2 separate regions of the Sorghum bicolor genome follow, and region 2 is linked to region 1. A link is a contact called in public HiCAR-type data. All regions are on one chromosome and are shown on one strand. The core of a region is the stretch at or near the end of the contact, and the rest is flanking DNA. Distances in the headings are between cores, read along the strand shown. Region 1 holds the start of LOC8058562 (cationic amino acid transporter 6, chloroplastic). Region 2 holds the start of LOC8058563 (lysosomal Pro-X carboxypeptidase).

Region 1 (5,261 bases), core at 2,037-4,536:
GGGGAATATGATTAAAAGCTTTCATAGCAGAGTTCAGATGATCACTCTCTTTCTTAGCACTGCATCTGCATTGGCTCGAAATTTGTTTATGCATTCCTAAGGTCTTTTGGCCTACTACTAATATGATGCATATGCTGCAACTTGTTGACAGTTGTATATTAAAACCTGTTGCACATGGGTTCTTGACGAAAAGAAAGTGTCCAAAAGTGTGAAAGGAGAGTGAGCACGAGTCGAGATGGATGGAAGATATGGATGAATGAAAATGGGCTTGGGTCACATGAATAATAAAGCTGGTGGAGACGGTTACGTAGGTTAATAATAGGACTCAACTTGCACCTTTTCTTCAACCAATCATGTGCATCAAGGGCCTGATAACACACACATCTATTTCCGTACGTACTACCTTCTTTTTCCCTGATTTGTAGAATTTGTGTCCAATGATTCGTCCTTGCAATTTGACCGACCAATGACTAAAAAGCACATGAATGTTGCCCTATGTAGTACTCCTTCTATATCTGAAATTCTTGACGTCTAAGATATGATTGTGGTATTTTTCCTCCTTTACTTTTATTAATTTGGTCTACAGATGCAATTTTTTAAAGAAAGTTATGTAGTTTAGACGGTTAGTGCGTGGCTGCAGAGGAGTACTCCCAAATTTTTCTAAATGTGCGTTAAAATAACAGAGGAGTACTCCCTCCATATCCGTAAAAGCTATGCAAAAACTAAGAAAAAAAAGGCATAGACTTGCATGGCTTGGAAATGCCAACCACGCACTAACCGTAAAAGCTATGCAAAAACTAAGAAAAAAAGGCATAGACGCACATTTTATGCTAATCACCTTGTCAGTTTTTTTTTTTTTTTTTTGCAAACAAGATTCTTAGATCTTGAATATAGGACGAGACCAGATTAAATGTAGCCCCTCTCGGGCCATAAAACATCACTAGGGTCTGAAAACCAAAAACTTTTTAAGATTTCCCGTCACATCAAATCTTGGAGCACATGCATGAAGCATTAGATATAAGATGAAAATAAAAACTAATTGGACAGTTTGCCTGTAAATCACGAGATAAATCTTTTGAGCCTAGTTATTAATCTATGATTGAATAATGTTTGTCAAATAAAAATGAAAATGCTACAGTGCCGAAATCCGAATTTTTTTCGGGAACTAAACAAGGCCTAACTAGCCATCAGCGGATCAGCCCATCACGCGTACGTGTGCTTGTCTCTGACAGAAGTTACTACCGATGCGCAGAAAGGATATATCAGATTATCAATCCCCGTATTATCCCTATCAGATATAATATCTTATATAGCGACTGAATATCGGACATTTAATCGCTCTCAGCAACAAAAGCAAAGATAGGAACCCGTGATATATAGTACTATTTAACTATTCAGATCCACTCATAGTAATAGTTACTTCTTCTCGTTTCTGTTTAGTTTACCCTGAAAATCAAAAAAATTTCAAAATTCTTCGTCACATTGAATCTTTCGACACATGCATAAAACATTAAATATAGACGAAAATAAAAACGAATTACACAGTTTACCTGTAAATCACGAGACGAATCTTTTAATCCTAGTTATTCTATAATTGGATAATATTTGCCACAAACAAACGAAAATGCTACAGTAACAAAATCTAAAATCTTTTCCCATTAAACAAGGCCTAAAAGACTTAGAATCCATGTCAGTCATTTTTTTAACTTTGATCAATTTTATAAAAAACAATATTAATATTTGTGATATAAAATGAGTATGTTATGAAAATATATTATATCATAAATCTAAATGTATGAATTTAGTACTATAAATCTTAGTATTTTTTCTAAAAATTCAGTCAAAGTATTAAAATTTTGACTTAGAACAACTCAAGAAGTATATATTAGAGTAGTTCCAATGCTAGAAACTATATATGGTTTCTATACCTATTAATTTCTATAGATACTACATATAAAATTATGGTCCCAATGGATAGTTTCTACACAATAATTTTATATCCAATCACATTCATTCTCTCTCCATTGTTGACCAATCATATTACTTCATATCTTGGTTCTCGTGTAGACATAGTTTCTAACTTAGACTCGGTTTCCATGTTTTTTGCTCTCTCTCTTCAATAACTACCTTACCACATAAGCAAAATGCTTAAGTGGCACTACAATTAATGTCTACAGAAATTATAGAAACTATAGATCCCAAATTAAATCTTTACATCCAAAACTTTTGGCTATAAACTTTACATTCCAAATCATGAGCATCTCTAAGGGTTTTGCATAATTGAGTTGTCATTTGTTGTTGTTTACAAACTCCCAAAACAAAATGCAATGTCTAAAAATAGGCAATCTCTAAGGGTTTTGCATAATTGAGTTGGCAATTAGCCAAAGTGGACATGGCCGTGATTTTTTTTCCTTCGCGTGCGCTCGCGATCATCTTTGAGTGCGACTTTCCTTCACGTGCGTAAAGTCGTCGTCGGTTCTCGCTTTTTCCTCATAGGTTGCGCCGCCAATTCTTTCTGCTCCCCACCGCTCGTTGCAGGTGCCGCCGCAACAACTCGTATCAGACTCGTTGCAAGTGACGCTCGTGGTTTTTCTGTCGCGATGGAGTCCCTCGCGAGTTCTGCAGCGAACAACGACGATGGTGTTGCTCGTGATCGATGGACCATATATGGCGCGAAGAAAAGTCCGGGTTGCGCGGGGGACCAGGAGTCGCGCGCGATTGTCCTTTTACCAAGCCGTGCGCGGCTTGGCATATATGCCAAGTTTGCTCTCTCATTACCAAGTTGCCCAAAATGCAAACTCCAAATACAAAACCATTGGATATCTCTTTTTGTGATTTTTGGCAAATTATAATAATGCAAAGTCCAAATACAAAACCCTTGAAGATGCTCTGCTTTCCAAATTTTTTTTGTCTACAACACACAAGACACGGGTCCCTAAGCAAATTTACTTTTAGAGCTCTAAGGTCCCAAATTTCAAATCTTTACAGCCCCTGTTTAGATCCATTCTTCTATAATATGCTTATTTTTCCAAAATTTTTGGCTGTTTGGATACATTTAAATAGGGCCTTAGTAAATTGTTTGAGTTGCTCCTAATATATATATAAAAAATACACGCAGATCTCGTATATGGTACTGCTGCATTTACTGTTTTATTTATTTATTACCGGAGATGCCCTTCCCAGCGAGCTAGCCACACGAGAAAATACCACCAAACCGCCACGCCCTCCTCCGCCTATTTAAATACCGCGCGCGGCCTCCAGTCCTTGTCCTTCCACTCCCCACTATCCTCGCCTCCTCCCGTCCCGTGATCCCGTCCGTCCCTCCCGCTCCCCGAATCCCGGAGCAACCGCCGCCCGCCGCCATGGACAAGGCCGCGCTGGTGTCCGAGAGCACCGACGACGTCGGTCCCGCGGGCGGCGGCTCGTCGTCGTCGTTCTCGGGGCTGCGCGCGTACGGGCGGGCGCTGGCGCAGACGCCGCGTCGGCTGGCGCGGCGCGCGTGCGCGGCCACGGCGCCGCACGAGGAGATGAGCCGCGTGCGGGCGCGGTCGGGCACCCGGATGGCGCGCGCTCTGCGGTGGTGGGACCTCGTCGGGCTGGGGCTCGGCGGCATGGTCGGCGCCGGGGTGTTCGTCACCACGGGCCGCGCCGCGCGGCTCTACGCGGGGCCAGGGCTCGTCGTGTCCTACGCCATTGCGGGGCTCTGCGCGCTGCTCTCCGCCTTCTGCTACACCGAATTCGCCGTCGACATGCCCGTCGCCGGCGGCGCCTTCAGCTACCTCCGCGTCACCTTCGGTGAGTGAGCACGTATACTGAGCCGCACTACCGTACCGCCGCCGCCGTTGCAGAGCCACTTTTGGCGATGTCGTACTCGCCGGAATTAAAAACCTTGGCTGGGCTTTGGCATTTCCGATCGATCCATTGATCAGCTGGATGGGAGTTTTTGTTTTTTTATAGTCGCTCGATTTCGTCTGGGTTCGATCCTGTTCGTGCGATTTACGGCATTGGGGACCGAGACTGACGACATATGCTGGACTGATCATACGTTAGTTGAGAAGGATGGTTTTGTTTTCTCATTAAATATTTGATGGTTATCTCAGCCAAGTGCATACGTGCTCTCTGCTCTCTGCTTTCAGCTCGTCAAGTTGCCAAATAAAAACTACTCCTGTATATAGTACAAGTATTCATGTCTCATGTGTATGAGTGAAGCCACCTTAAAGTATCCTTGAGCTGTCCCTGTTGATTCTTTGGACGTCTCTTTTCTTTTTTGTTAAATGTTAAAAAAACTAGAGTGATTTTCTATCTCCGACACCGTATACTACCTCTCCGTCCTAGAATAAATACATTTCTAGCTATGCACTTAGACAAACGTTTGTCTAGACACATAGCTAGAAATATGTTTATTTCGTGATGGAGGGAGTCCTTGATTGTTGACACTGTTTTTGGTTCTCTCTCTTCAGAGTTTCTCTACATTTATAGAATCTATCTAAAGAAGACCAACTTTCTCTAGACCAATTTTTCCCCATTGAGATTATCAGAAACACCAGCATGAACAACAGAGGAATGAAAAAGTTTGATTGCGACTCAACAATTTTTATGAGTGACTCACACAAACATCCATATCCAAATAATGCTGGAGCCTGGAGGTCCCTTTCAGCAATCTTCAGCGGGAGGTTCGCCCTTTTGGTCCCTCCCCTCATGGGACCTGGACTTCCTTCCAAGAAAGAGCTAGATGCAGCCATATATGCCACTCGTTTTCCACAACCACTATGAAAAACTGCCCTGTCCTTAATTTGGATGCCACTCTCTGCACTCCATCCATGTAGCTAGCAACAATGGACAGCGACTGCTCCTGCTGCTAATACTACAGTAGTTAGTATATGCGTGCATCATGCATGTTTCTTCAGTCCAGTCCAGTCCATGACCAAGAAAGAACCTGCTGTGTGGTTTGCCATGGCATGCAGGGGAGTTCGCGGCGTTCCTGACGGGGGCGAACCTGATCATGGAGTACGTCTTCTCCAACGCCGCCGTGGCGCGCAGCTTCACGGCGTACCTGGGCACGGCGGTCGGCGTGGACGCGCCCAGCAAGTGGCGGATCCCAGTGCCGGGCCTGCCCGAAGGGTTCAACCAGGTGGACCTTGTCGCCGTCGGCGTCATCCTCCTGCTCTCCGTCTGCATCTGCTACAGGTCCGTCCGTTACTATGTTGACTACTGTTACTTACCTGTGTAGTCAGAGGTCAATGCCTGGGGTGTGTCATTTC
Region 2 (5,261 bases), core at 1,406-3,905, 36 kb after region 1:
TACGTGACAGTAATAATTAATCTATCAAAGAACACGAGGAGCTGATTGAGGAAAAAGAAAACAATAAAAAGCTTCTTCAGGTTGCAATGCCCTCGTCACTGTAGTATTGCTTGAGCCAGCGCGCTATGATCCTCGTCTCCTTCACCCGCACCTTCTTCAGCCACTCTGGGTCCTCCTTGCTCGAGAATCTCAAATCCACGTGGTGTGCCCCTGCATGTACACCATATGTTTTAAACAAGTTTATCTTAGACAGACAAAACAGAAGTTTATCTTAACTAGACAGACAAAATATATACATGCATGCATGGTGGAATATATTACAGGGAAGACAAGAAGTTGTCAATAAAAATTGCTCACTGACCTTTGGGCTCCACCAACGCAATGATGCTGTCAGAGATGCTCTTCAGTACGCTGTGAGTAGCCAAAAGTAAAAACAAAAATGTAAACACGTCTGCTTTTTTATGACAGTTTACTAAGCTTGACCGAGCCATATATATTTTCCTCGGCAAATTTTCTTTGAATCCATTTTTAAGCTGGAAAAAAAATTCGGCCCATATTACCCTCCAGTGCTCCACGGATCCCGCAGCCCGTTGAAGAAGATGATATTACTAGCAGATTTCTTCAGAACATTCGCAATATCCTGAAACAGAGAAAACCATTTTTTTACGAATTTTTTTTTTGACAAAAAGTAAAGAAATCCCAACAAGCCCAAAACCAGCCCAATCATCATGCATCGAGCCCGCCATTTCCAGCGACCAGCAATTGAGCCCAGCCCAATAGACGGCCCAGCCCAGTAGGAAATAAACTAGGAATCCCGCCGCCGCCGCCGCCGCCGCGCCGCCACTTACGTATCCGCCGAACTCGGTCTCGATCCAGAACGGTCGGGGCGGCAGCCCGGTGACGTTCCGGCAGTCGTCGACGACCTCGGTGAAGTTGAAGGGCGCCGGCTGCAGCACGGTGCCATCGCGGACGCCGTACGCCATCACCATCACCTCCGTGCACGCCTGCCAGTTCCACCCGTCGTACAGGCCGTAGGGGTCGTCGTCCTCCTCGGCGCGGAAGCACGCCGCGCCGCCCGTGTGGTTGTAGTACACGTTCATGGCGTCCCGGACCTGCTCGGACAGCAGCAGCAGGGCCGTGCTGCTGCTGCTGTTGTTGCCGTCGTCGTTGCCGGAGCCGGAGGTGGAGGTCGACGCCGCCGCCTGCTGGTGGCGGGCGTCGATGGCGCGGCACATCGCGCGGACTGGGTACGCCGGCAGCGGCGTCAGGAACCCCGACGTCGTCGGGTAGTCTGTCATCGCCGCCTCCACCATCGCGTTCTCCAGTAGAGACGGGATGTCCCACACGCTGCTTCCACTGCATATGCATGGATCGATGTGTGTATAGATGCGTGATCATCAGCAGACAGATCGATATCGATCGTATAATAATTTCATCAATTTGATCGGAATTAATCCAGTGTTGTTTTGTATGAAATTCGTGCAAAATTCTTGCTTGATTAGTTTTGAGCACACACTCACTTGCACATGTTGAATGTACGTCTCAGCTGTGCCTGGCCTTCCTTGGTTGCGAGCGCATCGTCGAGCACGTCCCACGACTTCCGAAGCACGTCGTAGCAGTTCTTGCTCTCGCTCTAATCGCACACAATTATTAAATAAAACAAGAACATGAATCAATGGTGCATGCAAATTTCGCGCGCGCGCGCGCGCGCGTGTATATATATATATATATATATATATATATATATATATATATATATATATATATATATATATATATATATATATGAGAGAGAGAGATAGAGAGAGAGACACACACACACTTGAGTGCATACCTTGTAGTCGTCGTTGATGCGGTCGTAGAACGCGTAGGGATCGACGATGCCATAGAAGCTAAGGATGGGCGCGGACGACGCGACGGCGCCCATGACAACATGCGGATACTTGAGGCGCATCCACGCCGCCAGCATGCCGCCGTAGGATCCGCCGAAGACGACGACGGGCGCCGCCGGCACGCTGAGGTTGGCCTTGAGGCTGAGCACGAACGAGGCGTAGTCGGCGAGCGCCTGCGTGACGGTGAGGTAGCCCTTGGTGGCGGCGTCCCGGAACGCGGCCTCCCTGGTGCCGCCGAACGGCATGGACTCGCCGTAGTAGCGGTGCTCGACGAAGACGAGCATGGCGCGGAACCGCGGCGCGGCCTCCCACATGAACCCGGTGTTGTTGGTGAACAGGTCGATGTCGCCCTCGTTGCCGGCGTAGAGGAAGATGGGCGCCGTCCGGCTCCGGCCGCCCCAGAACGTGTCGTTGATGAGGTACCGCTGCTGGAACGTCGCGTAGCTTGAAGGCAGCGAGTTGAAGTGGTCCAGCCGCTGCGTGTACCGCCGCGTCTCGTACTGCACCGCCGGCGGCACGGAGGAGGAGGAGGAGGCGGCGTCGTCCCCTGCGCGCGGTACCTGCAGCGATGTGGCGTAGTGGCGGCGGGTGGCCAGCGTCGGCGGTGGCCGCCGCCTGGTGACACGGCGGCGGCCCACTCCGGCGGCTGCTGCTGCTGTTGCGGCTGTTTGGAGTGACAGGAGAAGGAAGACGGCGGCGATGATGATGGCTCTCTCCATGATATTGCAGATTGATTGACTTGTGGAGAATTGGAGTACTCAATCTGCTATAGGAGAGAATACTGCCACTATATATATATATATATATATATATATATATATATATATATATATATATATATATATATATATATATATATATAGTAACTGACGTGCTTGGAAGTTGGAACTAACTAACTGCCGATTTGACCAGGCGGGGATCTGGCTAGTAAAGGGATATACAGTAGTTAACTAACTGCTGCATCGAACCGCCTCTGTCAAGAATGGTGGCGGCGCATGCGAAGTGGAGAACGCATCTCCTGCTACGTTGCATGCCCACATGCAATGCAAAGCTATACTATAATCACGCAGCTGGCTCTCTGTGCTCTTCCCCCCCACATCCACATCGATTTCTTCCACCAAATAATTGGAAATTTGGTAATGAATACGTTGCCCCACGCGCATATATTTCTGTCAGCATCGGCAAGGCATCGGGACAGAACGTGCATGGTCACCAGCGGGAGCGACGCCGATTCCGACGCGGTGACCACGAACCAGCACGCAGCCAAGGTGCGACGGGGTGATCATGCCAGGCGCATAAGTGTGCGGTTCAGCGGGCAATAGTGGGCGTGAGCCGGAGGCATCCACAACTGCGTCTGTGTGGCTTCACGCGGGCCAACGGCCTTGTATAAATTGCGAGTGAGTGACGGAAAAGAAGATAGCAAACACAATTTGTTATCTAATGAATTCATCTACTTCCTAACCAAGTTGCAGTTCTTGCTTCACCTACCCCTGATTCTGCCTATTCCCCTTCCAATCTGTTAACAATTTCATCCGTGCGTGAGAATGCTGCCCAGTACTTTCTCACGAATGACTATCAATCCAGTACTTTGTGTTGGCACTGAAAAGGTAATATTTCGTTGCAACACATGGGTACGATTCTAGTATAGTTATTAAATTCCAACCTACACAACTTTATGCCACTATGTAAATATGAGTTCATACGAGTCATATACATTGTTTCGAGTCATATTATGCATCGGATGTGCAGCTTTTGGCCCGCTCATGTTCCACGGTAGCAGACCCGCAAGTCCAACTTGATTTCAGTCCACCAACGAGGATCTGCCAACTTCTTTGACCTTTTTTTTTTTTTGAGACAGGGCTCTAGATTAATAGAGGCGGTTACGTCTCTATAAATGTCAGGCAGGTTTTAGGCAAGCGCCAGCCTCTTTTCGTTATTTTATACTCTTATAAAACTAAACCCCATTAGACATTTCTCTCAACATACAAGCTATCCACATCATCAATCCACTAAAACTTGTGATTATAATCAACTAACACATATAATTATGATAAGTCATCTCTTCATCTACTAACATGCATTTAGCTGGTTCATATTGATGTGTCAAACCATTCAAAAAAATTAATTTAAGATAATTTTATTCATATAACTATAAATGTAAATAGTCTATTTTTTTAAAAAAACTATCTAAAATTTCCACAGCAACGCGCGAGATATTCTCCTAGTTTATAATAAAAACAAACATAGGTTATCTCTGTTAAATAATTATTTATAAAGGCGGTTGTATCAAGATATACAATATGGCTCTATTAATTAATAATTAATTAAGGTGGACTTTTTTAAAATAGCTCCTCTAAAAATGGCTACTAATAGAGCCGATGTAACACCCAAAAATTTGCTTTTGAAGTAATAGGATTTAATGAGAATTATTTAAGCAATTTTTGTGGGCATTTAATCTAGTGAATAAAATATTTTTGGTCAAAATTAAAATTTATCCTAAGTTTAGGAACTTGTTTATGCATTCATGCTGAAGAATATGTTATTTTGTATTGTTTGCCTCTAGCTTGAATTTATTTGCATTCAAGATTTTTATTTGGAAAAGGTTTTTTTTGAAAACGAAAACAGAAAAGAAAATAAAAAAAACAGAAAGAAAACCCCAGCCGAACTCTCCCCTCTTCCCTCTGGCCTGTTTCTCTTTTCTTTTCCGGCCCAACAGACCCCGCGGCCCAGTTCCCTCGCTCGGCCCGAAGCGCAGCCCAGCGGGCGCTCTCCTCCCCTTTCTCTCTTCTCTCGCTGACGAGCCGGCCCCGCAGCGTAGCGCCCCCTCTTCTTCTTCACGTAATCGGGACGGACTCGCCCTCCCTGATCGCGAACCGATCCCAGGAAAGCCGTGATCTCTTGCCCTTTTCGCGAATCGAGCCCTATAAAGTCCCTAGGTCAACCCCGCAATCCCCTCTTTGCTTCTAAATCGCGAAACCAAGCACTAGCCACCCTAGACTGCGTGCTTTTGGATCTCGCCGTGCGCAAAACCATCCGCCGCTGCGGCACGCCCTCCCTGCACCTTCTCGGCGCGAGCTAAGAGCCTAGGTGGGTTCGTCTCCTTCTTCTCCATCTCCCGATGTGATTCTTTTGCTCCGGGATGCACCAGAGCGCGAGAACGAAGAGCTCCGGCGAGCTTCCTGCGGCCGGCAATGGCGCCACCGCGCCGGAGCAGGGAGCCGGCTGGCCGGACCGCCGCCCGTCACCCCTGGACGCGCCCGATGCGTCCGTTTGAAGATCGACGGCCAGCAAACAAAGATACCCCTTCGAGGGGATTTTTCTTAAAGAGACCCTGGAATATTGGAGAATTAACCCGCGGTCCAAAGGCGC

What was found. HiCAR-type assays count read pairs that join an accessible place to other places.
Region 2: a contact with region 1 is called in a HiCAR-type map of leaf, with 2.2 times the contacts expected there. The contact joins the promoter of LOC8058563 here to the promoter of LOC8058562 in region 1. A contact is called at or near these places in 1 of 4 Hi-C or Micro-C datasets (leaf) and 1 of 1 datasets of contacts at active chromatin or transcription factors (leaf).

Annotation. Positions count from the first base shown.
Region 1 is chr5:3,807,677-3,812,937 of Sorghum_bicolor_NCBIv3, forward strand. LOC8058562 (cationic amino acid transporter 6, chloroplastic) reads left to right here and starts at 3,287. Exons shown (of 5, transcript XM_002448972.2): 1 at 3,287-3,795; 2 at 4,965-5,187. The coding sequence starts at 3,363.
Region 2 is chr5:3,844,278-3,849,538 of Sorghum_bicolor_NCBIv3, forward strand. It overlaps LOC8058563 (lysosomal Pro-X carboxypeptidase), which reads right to left and starts at 2,656. Exons shown (of 6, transcript XM_002450258.2): 1 at 1,835-2,656; 2 at 1,521-1,633; 3 at 849-1,356; 4 at 561-640; 5 at 362-411; 6 at 1-210. The coding sequence starts at 2,611. The coding sequence ends at 77.